2 separate regions of the Mus musculus genome follow, and region 2 is linked to region 1. The links are chromatin contacts, called in public Hi-C maps. All regions are on one chromosome and are shown on one strand. The core of a region is the stretch at or near the end of the contact, and the rest is flanking DNA. Distances in the headings are between cores, read along the strand shown.

Region 1 (4,887 bases), core at 1,444-3,943:
AGAGCAGCCACCCCCGGAAAATGATTGGCACTCTTTGTTTTGTTTTGTTTTTTCATTCCTTATAGCATCCATAGGCCATAAAAATGTAGCTGGAAATTAAGAATATCACTGTCCCTCACAATGCCTGCATGGAGGCCTCAGCTCATGGCTCCACTCTGCTCTTTGAAGTAGCTCACCAGACATCTCTGCATTGGGCCTGCTGTAGCCTCCTCAGCATCCTTGGAATCCCATTATCTCTTGCTACTGTGTCTTCATGGAGAATGGTGGCCATGCCTCTACAACCTGGTCCCTACAGTGAATCCAATTCATTATGGTGGTGTCATCTAACCTTTCCTGCACTGCACAGGACACAGACCCAGCAGGCCAGGGAGACTTGGGTTTTTTGAATCTGTGTGAGCCACCAGGCAGGTGGCAGGATCTCCACCCATTCCTGAAGGAGAACCAGCCATCACTGTGTGACTGTCTCCTCCCTCTCCATGATGTTGACATCATAAACTGTCCTGAACTAATCCCATTAGCCTTGCCCTGGAACGGTTGCTTCTGGTTTTCCTGGCCATAAGTTTTAATCAAACCTGACCATCCACAAAAACTCTGTTTTATCAAATGGATGAGAGCTCTGAGTGGTCCTCTTCCTCGGTCTGCTCCCTCTGATCTGCCTCTCCATGTCCTCTCTCCATCTCCCTCTCGTGGCCTTTCCTTGTCTTCTTTCATCTCTCTCCCACCTGCACTCTTCTCTCTTCTTCCTTCATCTTCTCTACCTCCTCTCTCATCTCTTACTGACCTTTTATTTCTTTTTATCTTATCATATTCTGTATAACCCTCAAGAGCAATCACTTGGCCGTCTTCTAGCCCAGAGCTTCCAAGCTGTTTGTCTGTCTTGTGGAGCAGAAACTGAAACAGAAGAAGCAGGATGACACTTGTCTACCCCACAAATCCACGGGGCAAGGCATCCTCTAGGCATCCAGAGTGTGCTGGTCGTTTTTAGTTGACATGGCTTTGGTTATTTCTGTCTTAAGTGTCTTGATTAATGGTTCATACTTTAGTCACCAGACCCCAAACTTACCTATAATCACCCTCTCCCCAACCTTTCTCAAGACATTACTTTGTCTCTTTGTAAAACACTCAAACATGAAGTAAAAACTTTCTGGACATCCGCTTGTCCTACTGACTATGGTAATGCAGAGATGAGCCAAGGAAAGAGCCCAAGTGCTCCAGCCCAGCACCCACAGGTATGCATGGCTGTATTGGACAGTGTGGTTCAACCTTGTTCACTTGCCCAGGAATGCTCTGTTCTTTCCATTTATCATAGTTGTCATTGTTAGTATAATGTGTAAGTAGTAACTTTATTAATCATGGAGTGATTTTATTAATGACCTTATTAATTACTGAAACAAATGTTTATTGAGGAACTACTATGAAGTATTCCTTCCAGTGTAGACAGTGTCATATGGTTTCTGTAAAGCATAGGGTAGGCTGCATGGAATACAATTTCATGTGCAGTGAATGTTTGCAGAGTGCAGCTTCACTGTGCTCTAACCTGCACACATGCACACAAGCATAGCTAGGACATAACCACTGCACAGTGATGCCCTGCACAGATGTGCATACACACACACACACACACACACACACACACACATGCACACACAGAGCTATGATTTGCTTTTACTGTCCTAGAAATAACCCATCCTTTGATGGCTGCTGCACAGTGAAGCTCACAATGAACTGTGTTTAACAGGACCATTAATTTATTAGGCACTCACTTAAGACGGTTGAACCACATTAGAGCAAATGTGTTCTTGGGGGCTCTGTGAGGGCTGTGTTTATTTTCTAAAAGTTGCCATTAGGTCTAGATGGTGGGAAGACTGCCAGAGGCCACATTATGGGAGCCCTGGTCAGTCTCCTGTGCCATGTGGCTATAGAATTAGTGTGCTACTTACTGATGGGCAATCCATCCCTTAACAAGGTCCCAATTTGGCTCCTGGAATAATGAGATGAGCCTTTAGGGACCATCCATCTCTCTCCCACAGCTGAGGGCACTTCTGAGGAACATGGTCCCTTAACTGGCTTATGATGTAGTGCAGCTGAGCTGAGGCTGGTACAGCTCATTTATTTCTCAGGGGCCAAAATGAAATTTTCAGTAGAAGCTCCTCCCTCCTCCCATGAGGCTCTGCCAGGGCTGACATATTTGAAAGGGCTATATGTTAGGTAGTGAGGGGTTGGTCCATATCCCAGATCTTCTGAACAATCCTAGACAGGCAACTTATTCTTCCTAAACCCTAATTTTCCGCCTAGTGAGACAGAGATCCACATGAGAAAACAGTATTAATTGAGAACCTACTCCAATCATTTTATAGGTTAAGAGACGAACTAATTCACGTGAAGTCTATTCTCAGGAACATTGACCTATAAGCTCAAGTGATCGCTTTGAATGAAGGCACATTTCGGCCAATTTAGATGCTGGGGAGGCATGAGACAGGGGCTGTGTCTTGTTGGGCATCTGGGAGAGTGACAGCTGAGTTGAGCTCTGACAGATGGCCAGGTGTTAATCGGTTAAGCAGGGTGATGGTGGTGATGATGGCGGTGGTGGCAGTGGTGGTGGTGGCGGATGGGGAAGAGCTATGCCAGACGGAGAGAACAGCTTGTGTAAAGGCCTGGAGACTGGAGGGAACACGGTGTGTTTAGAAACCGAAATCGAGCCAGAAGGCCTGGCGCACAGACAAGGAAGGGCTGTAAGGTGGGCGGGAAGAGGCTCCTTAGGGAACCTAAGTAGAATGCTGAGGACACCTTGTTCAGAACTGGGGTCACATCTTATGGAAAAGAGAAACCTGTTGGAGGTTTTAAGCAGCCTTCGTGGTGTTTACACATAGCCATCACTCTGCCAGTGGAATGGGCGCAAAGCTGGAAGGAGACCAGACTGCTACATGTGGAAGGAAAGATTGTAGGAAATGTGATTTTATATAAATAACAAAGACTTATGCTGAATCAGGGACAAAAGACTGGAGAAAGTTAAGCTACATGATACACTGAACAGAACTGCATCAACCAAGAGAAGAGGCTCTAACTAGGACTCCCACTCTCCCTGTCCACACTGTCCAAGACCACTTACTGCATGGGCAAGTGATCACTAGTGGCAAGCGATACCCCAGACACTCAATAGACACTCATGGTGCCCATCTGTCCCCTTAAGATCTTTGCCAATTGAGTCCCACCAGCTCTGTCACAGCCTCAAGGAGCTGGATTCAAATCCCTTTCACCTTCTTCCAGAAGCTTTCAAACTTCCCACTTTCTAACTTGAGCCTCAAGTGCCAGCAGGCAGCCTTGGGCTGGCAGAGCTATGGGAAGAATCTTGCACAGCTTAAGGCTGGGAATAGCTGTGCCAAGATGTTTCTCGATTCTTCCTCCTGAAGTGTCTGACTCAGTGTGCTGCAGTTTTTTAAATTATTATTATTTAAACCTATTATTTGTGAGTTTTGTGTATGAATATAATAAATTTTGATGAAATCTGCCCTCTACTAGCTCTGCTCCAGCTCCTCCCATGCTTCATCCCCTCAACTTCTCCATCCAACTTCACGAACTCATCTGTTAAAGCCATTGAGTGCACTCGTACTGCCTGTATGTGAAGGGTGTAGAGCACCCTCTAGAACATGGGCAGTCTAAAGTCAAGCTGATACCGACTGTTCTTCATAGAACCTGGCCAAATCCTGCTGCTCTTGAACTAAAAGGAGATACCCAGTGGAAACTGAGCATCTCCCTTCAGACCAGGAGAAGGGAGGAAACAAACCAATGGGAGGATAAGAAGGCGCTGAAACTGACAAACTACAGAAACAACTCCCATAGGCTGTGTGAGGAAATCCCCACATTTAGGACCCCAGTGTTCTGATCTGTCAATTAGAGCTAGTGGTGGGTCCTCCATTGGAGTTCTGTTGAGAAAGAAAGTGAAAGTCTGTGATGGAAAATGACAGTCAATAAAGTACTTGGGGACAAGGAAATAATAAATGCATAAGTAGCCCAGCAGGATGGCTGTGAATTCAATCCAGCCTGGGCCCAAATCCAACTTTTGCCATTCCTGACCTAAGTTGAAGATAGTGAGGGAAGGCACTCGCCTTAGCATCCCACCAGCACTAAAGGGTAAAACAGTTCAGGGCTCTAACCTCACCAAGCTTATATTTCCAGAGAAGGAAGAAATTAAATAACCATGCATGTTTAAAGAACAAAACAAAACAAAACAACCCCCACCCCACCCCCCAAAAAAACCCATCTCGCAATGTCAACAGGACTCTGAAGAAACTAAAACAGTGGGAAATGACAGAGTAGCTACCTGAAAGAGATGCACATTGGACTGCTGTGTGCACATGACCTTCCAGCTCAGAGCTGACTCAGAAGAAACGTAGGTGATGATACCACACATATAGGCAGGTGATTCTCAACCCTGGTTCAGGGTTTCATTAGAACCAGCTAGAAGTTGCTTGACAGCCATTAAAATAGTATTGTTTGGGGGTAATTCTTAAGCACACAAAGGGAAGTCAGCCTCAGCTTTGTAAAAATCATGTACAGAATGATCTAGCCTGGTATTTTCATCATGAAGTACTCGATCAGGGCTAGTAGAGCAGGAATCACAAGCAGGCCATTGAAATGTGAGGTATATTATCCCATAGTTCCCAGAGGCTGAAAGGTCAAGGTTAAGGTCTCAGGAGGCAAAGGTGCCTTTATCTGCTGAGCCATCTTGCCTATATCATGAAGTTGTATTTTAACAGACTAAAATCAGAACTTTAACCCTAATGTGGGGAGGAAAACACAACTTATATGTCATCATAATTAGTCCTCACCAGTTTCCCCCCCCGTTTCAAACCTTCCTCTTGATTTTCTCGTCTTCCCATTTGGCTC
Region 2 (4,822 bases), core at 2,190-4,689, 500 kb after region 1:
GCACAGCTGGCACAGCTGGTATAGCACTGGCACAGCATTGGCACAGCTGACATAGCTGACATAGCACTGGTAGAGCACTGGCACAGCATTGGCACAGCTGGCACAGTATTTGACACAGCACTGGCATAGCTGGCCCTGGTTAGAATCAGAAGCTCAGGATCCTCTGTCACTGTTTACCCAAAATCAGAATTGCAGCAAGATGATGTGTTTGCTCTGAGCCCCCAAGAGACATGCTAGCATCTTACCAGAAGCTTTAGAAAGGGCTCCTTTGTGTCTTCAATCTGGCCAAAGTGGGTGGCACATGCCAAGGGGACTCTGGACATCTAGATAATGCCAACGTCAGGCTAGTGGCACAACCTAGCACTGGTGTGAGGGCTTTGGAGGGTTGGGACTGAGGCCACATGGAGAGTTGACTTACTGCTTCCAAGTGGAAATGCAGGGTCTGCCTTGTTACTTCAAATGATTTGTCACTTTAGAGTCACCCTGTGGGACCAGATACCTATGTCAATTCCCTCGATGACAAAGGCATCATCACACATTTTAAGGTAAAATGTACCAGCATTTTAAAAAACCTAGAGGAAAAAATAAACTTGATATGCTCCAAATACAAAGGGGAAAGAGTCTTTCAGCGGTGGGATAAGCCCTAGAAGTGAAGCTGGGGTGTTCAACACTGGAGGGAGGGGCAGACCACCTGTCATTTATGGGTAAACAATGGAGAAACACAAGAAGCAAGGTGGAGCCTTGCCTTGCTCTGCTTCTGTGACCTGAGGTAAGCTGTCTCATCCTTCTGCACCCATCTCTTCACCTATAAAGGTGTATGATTTGTATCCTAGAGGCCAAATCCACGAGTGATACAGTGAGGCACTTTGAGCAATGTCAAATAAACACTTAAAACTGGCACTGTGCACACCTCTTGCTCCTGCTAACTTCCAACCCACATTGAACTCTTACCATGAGTTCCCCAGACTTCCTCTCTAACAAATTCTCCAAATGAATATGCACATAAGATGTGTGGTAGCTATGCTTCTGAGGCCTCTCCCTGAAGGTTGTTTGAGCCTGTCTTAACCCAGCATCAGCCAGCAGGGTACACCTAAATCCTTGCCTTCTTTGAAGCCTGCGTTCCCAAGTCTATTCTGCACTGAAGATCCTTCAAATGCTGCACAGTTTCAAAGCAGATCCATTTATTTGTTCAACAGATCTATCAGGTATCTCCAGTGTCCCGAGAATACCTTACAGGTACAGGTATGGATAAGATACCTGACTCTCAAATTACCCAAGGAGCTAAAGGGAACTGCAACCCTATAGGTGGAACAACAATAGAACTAACCAGTACCCCGGAGCTCTTGTCTCTAGCTGCATATGTATCAAAAGATGGCCTAATCGGCCATCACTGCAAAGAGAGTCCCATTGGACTTGCAAACTTTATATGCCCCAGTACAGGGGAACCCCAGGGCCAAAAAGGGGGAGTGGGTGGGTAGGGGATTGGGGGGCTGTGTATGGGGGACTTTTGGGATAGCATTGAGAATGTAAACGAGGAAAATACCTAATAAAAAAATAAATTTAAAAAAAAAAAGATACCTGACTCTCAGGGTGTTGTTTTTGTAGGCTCATGGAGGAATTGGTTATGCCACACAAGAACATAACTAACAGGATAATGTTGGAGCCCAGTAAAGATCACCAATTTGGGGTCAAAATGAGAGCACCCATTTCAAGGCCCCCTCCTGCTACACTCCTAGGCAGAACGGTTTGAAGTACCTCATTTTGACTGAAGGGTGAATCCCTGGGTGTTTTCAACAGTCATCTTCTTTTTAAATTTGCTTATTCATTTGCCCGTTTAATTATTTATCCCACAAGTATATGTTAAGGCCAAAGATTCTTCTGCCCAGCACCGGGAACTCAGAGTGGAACAGACCTAGTCCCTACCTACATGAGACAAAACTTCCCCATTGGTTAGCAGAGCTATTCCAGTCAGATCAGCTGGGATACCAGGTGCCCTGATAGTGTCGGCTGACATTGAAGAATTTTAAAGGCTGAATAGAAAATGTCCAGGCTTCATTTCTGAGGCAAATGCACAGAGATGGAAACTTCCTTCCAGTAGCTGCAGGGAGGACAGGGTAGCTTCAGAGTGTGGAGTGGGGCAGGGAATACAGAAAATGAGGGCTGGGACAAGAGGTAGCTTGTGGAATACTTGGGTGAGATATACAGCCTGGACCTGGAGAAGGAAGGAAGAGGGTGGTGCAGGAAACAACTCTGGGTTCTGCCATCCTTGAGAGAAGTACCCACATATGTGCCAGAGTCATCCATTATCCACTCCTGGCCCCTGGTGGGCAGACATGCACATAACCAGCATCACCACCATAGGAAGGAATGGAGCGTACAGTAGCTGAAATTGTGCACATCTTCTGACGGAGCTGTTGAGTTGGTAAAGTTCTTTCACCTGATTTAAAAGTCAAGTCACAAGTTCAGAAAGTCAGGGAAGATTCCCCTCCTCCCACGGTGCAACACTGCTTCCCTCTCCGGTCATCCATCTGCATGCGATCCATCTGCCTCCTCTCATCTCCTGTCCGTATCTATTGGTATTTTTCTATAAGCTGTCCAGAGTCTCAAGCACACACATGTTCAGTTGCCTGGACTTTTAACATTTGTGCTATTGAAAAATGGACTTTAGGGAAGTAAAGCTATAGTCAGTTTTGCATTACAAAGAGTTCTGTTCCATAGCCCTGTGGGGAAAGGTCTACAGAAGGCGGTCCTACAGGTGGGACCAAGAGAACAATTGGGCAGTTCACATGGGGATTTGAACTGAGCAATTGATGGAGAAGATCGGTGAGAATAAGTTCTGGCATTAGAATGTTCATACTCAGTGACTCACAGCATGTGAGGGGGAGACAGGGAGATGCTCTGTAGGAGCTGCGGGGTATGAAAGTGGGCACAGGAAGCCAGAGTTAGAGAGAAGCACATGAGCTGCACAAAATGTGGTAGAAAAGGGAGTCCTGGAGTGCAAGGTGTAGACTTCTGGGAGCTGTCGTTGCTGAACCAGGAGTGATAGACCAGCTCACCAATCAGGAAGAGGGGCTGAGATGTCAAGAGAACACCCATTCCCAGAGTGCTCTAGAAATGGAGCCTACCAGAGAAGCAGAGAAAGAGCTGATCGGGAGAATACAGCGTGAGGTTCAGAGAAAATCTGAGGAGCCCACCAACCAGGTCAGAAGAGCAGGAGGGTCAGCAAGGTATAGACATTCACTGGTGACATTTCCAAAGCAGTTTCAGACACCACTGCGAAGATAAGGAGGCAGAGACAGTATCTCAGGCTAATTTTAAATCGATGTTTTTATTGTGGGGGAGGGGCAATGAAAGATCAGCTTTCTGCCATGGGCTGCTTATAGAAACACCAGGGAGACGTCTCAGAAGCCTGTTGATGTCAGGCTCCGCTCAGCTGCAGCACGCTGCTCTTTTATTGTTTTCAGATGCAGTGCAGGCACCTGATCTTAAAACCTCCTGAGGTGGTACAGAGACGGCTGCTGAAGCTCAACAGAGGCAAAGTGGGACATGGAGGGACCGTGGTTATCAAACTGATTTTTCCAAAGTGGGAGAAATTCTCCAGCATTTGGAGACCATCATGACAAAAGTAAAGAGGCAGAAAGGACGTACAAAGACGCTGCGTGGGAGGGAGGAGTCAGTGTTCATGGTCCAGCTTGGGGGAGGAGTCGGTGTTTATGGTACAGCTGGAGGGGAAGAAAAGTCAGTCTCTATGGTACAGCTGGGGGAGGAGTCAGTGTCCATGGAACAGCTGGGGGGAGGAGTCAGTGTTCATGGTACAGCTGGGGGAGGAGTCAGTGTTCATGATACAGTTGGTGGGGAGGAAAGAGTCAGTGTTCATGGTACAGCTGGGGGAGGAGTCAGTGTTCATGGTCCAGCTTAGGGGAGGAGTCAGTGTCCATGGTACAGCTGGGGGAGGAGTCAGTGTCCATGGTACAGTTGGAGGGGAGGAAAGAGTCAGTGCCTATGGTACAGCTGGGGGAGGAGTCAGTGTCCATGGTCCAGCTTAGGGGAGGAGTCAGTGTCCATGGTACAGCTGGGGGAGGAGTCAGTGTTCATGGTCCAGCTTAGGGGAGGAGTCAGTGTCCATGGTACAGCTGGGGGAGGAGTCAGTGTTCATGGTCCAGCTTAGGGGAGGAGTCAGTGTCCATGGTACAGCTGGGGGAGGAGTCAGTGTTCATGGTCCAGCTTAGGGGAGAAGTCAGTGTCCATGGTACAGTTGGAGGGAAGGAAAGAGTCAGTGCCTATGGTACAGCTGGGGGAGGAGTCAGTGTCCATGGTACAGCTGGGGGAGGAGTCAGTGTCCATGGAACAGCTGGGGGAGGAGTCAGTGTCCATGGTACAGCTGAGGGGAGGAGTCAGTGTCCATGGTACAGCTGGGGGAGGAGTCAGTGCTCATGGTCCAGCTTAGGGGAGGAGTCAGTGTTCATGGTACAGTTGGAGGGGAGGAAAGAGTTAGTGTCCATGGTACAGCTGGGGGGAGGAGTCAGTGTCCATGGTACAGTTGGAGGGGAGGAGTCAGTTTTCATGGTACTGGGGAGGGAGAAGGAGTCATTGTTCATGGTACAGCTTGGGCAGACAGGGTATCAGAGGGTACTCTTCCCTTCTGAGGGGAGAAGAAAGAAGGGAGGAAGAAGATGTTCACAATAGTGATGCAGAAAGAGCATTTTTTTTCTCCTAGTGACAATTTCCTTTATGACCAAATGGATGGTTAGTTTGTGTCTTAGTCCACTTTGTTGCTATAAGAATGTGACTGAAGCTGGGTAATTTGTAAAGAAAACAGCAA

What was found. A called contact is a pair of places that touch in the nucleus more often than the background predicts.
Region 2: a Hi-C map of cerebral cortex shows a contact between it and region 1, with 5 times the contacts expected there. The contact joins two enhancer-like sites. A contact is called at or near these places in 2 of 484 Hi-C or Micro-C datasets (cerebellar granule neurons and cerebral cortex).

Annotation. Positions count from the first base shown.
Region 1 is chr7:124,678,733-124,683,619 of GRCm38.p6, forward strand. The region is part of intron 1 of 3100003L05Rik (RIKEN cDNA 3100003L05 gene); the gene reads right to left. Among named protein-coding and RNA genes, the nearest start is that of 3100003L05Rik, 28 kb to the right of the region's middle. Within about 2 kb of position 2,694, at least 12 of the 459 cell types and tissues checked have an H3K27ac peak or open chromatin away from gene starts, as enhancers often do. A contact at or near this core is called in cerebral cortex, where this site is marked.
Region 2 is chr7:125,179,437-125,184,258 of GRCm38.p6, forward strand. No RefSeq gene overlaps it. Among named protein-coding and RNA genes, the nearest start is that of Gm30501, 29 kb to the right of the region's middle. Within about 2 kb of position 3,440, at least 12 of the 459 cell types and tissues checked have an H3K27ac peak or open chromatin away from gene starts, as enhancers often do. A contact at or near this core is called in cerebral cortex, where this site is marked.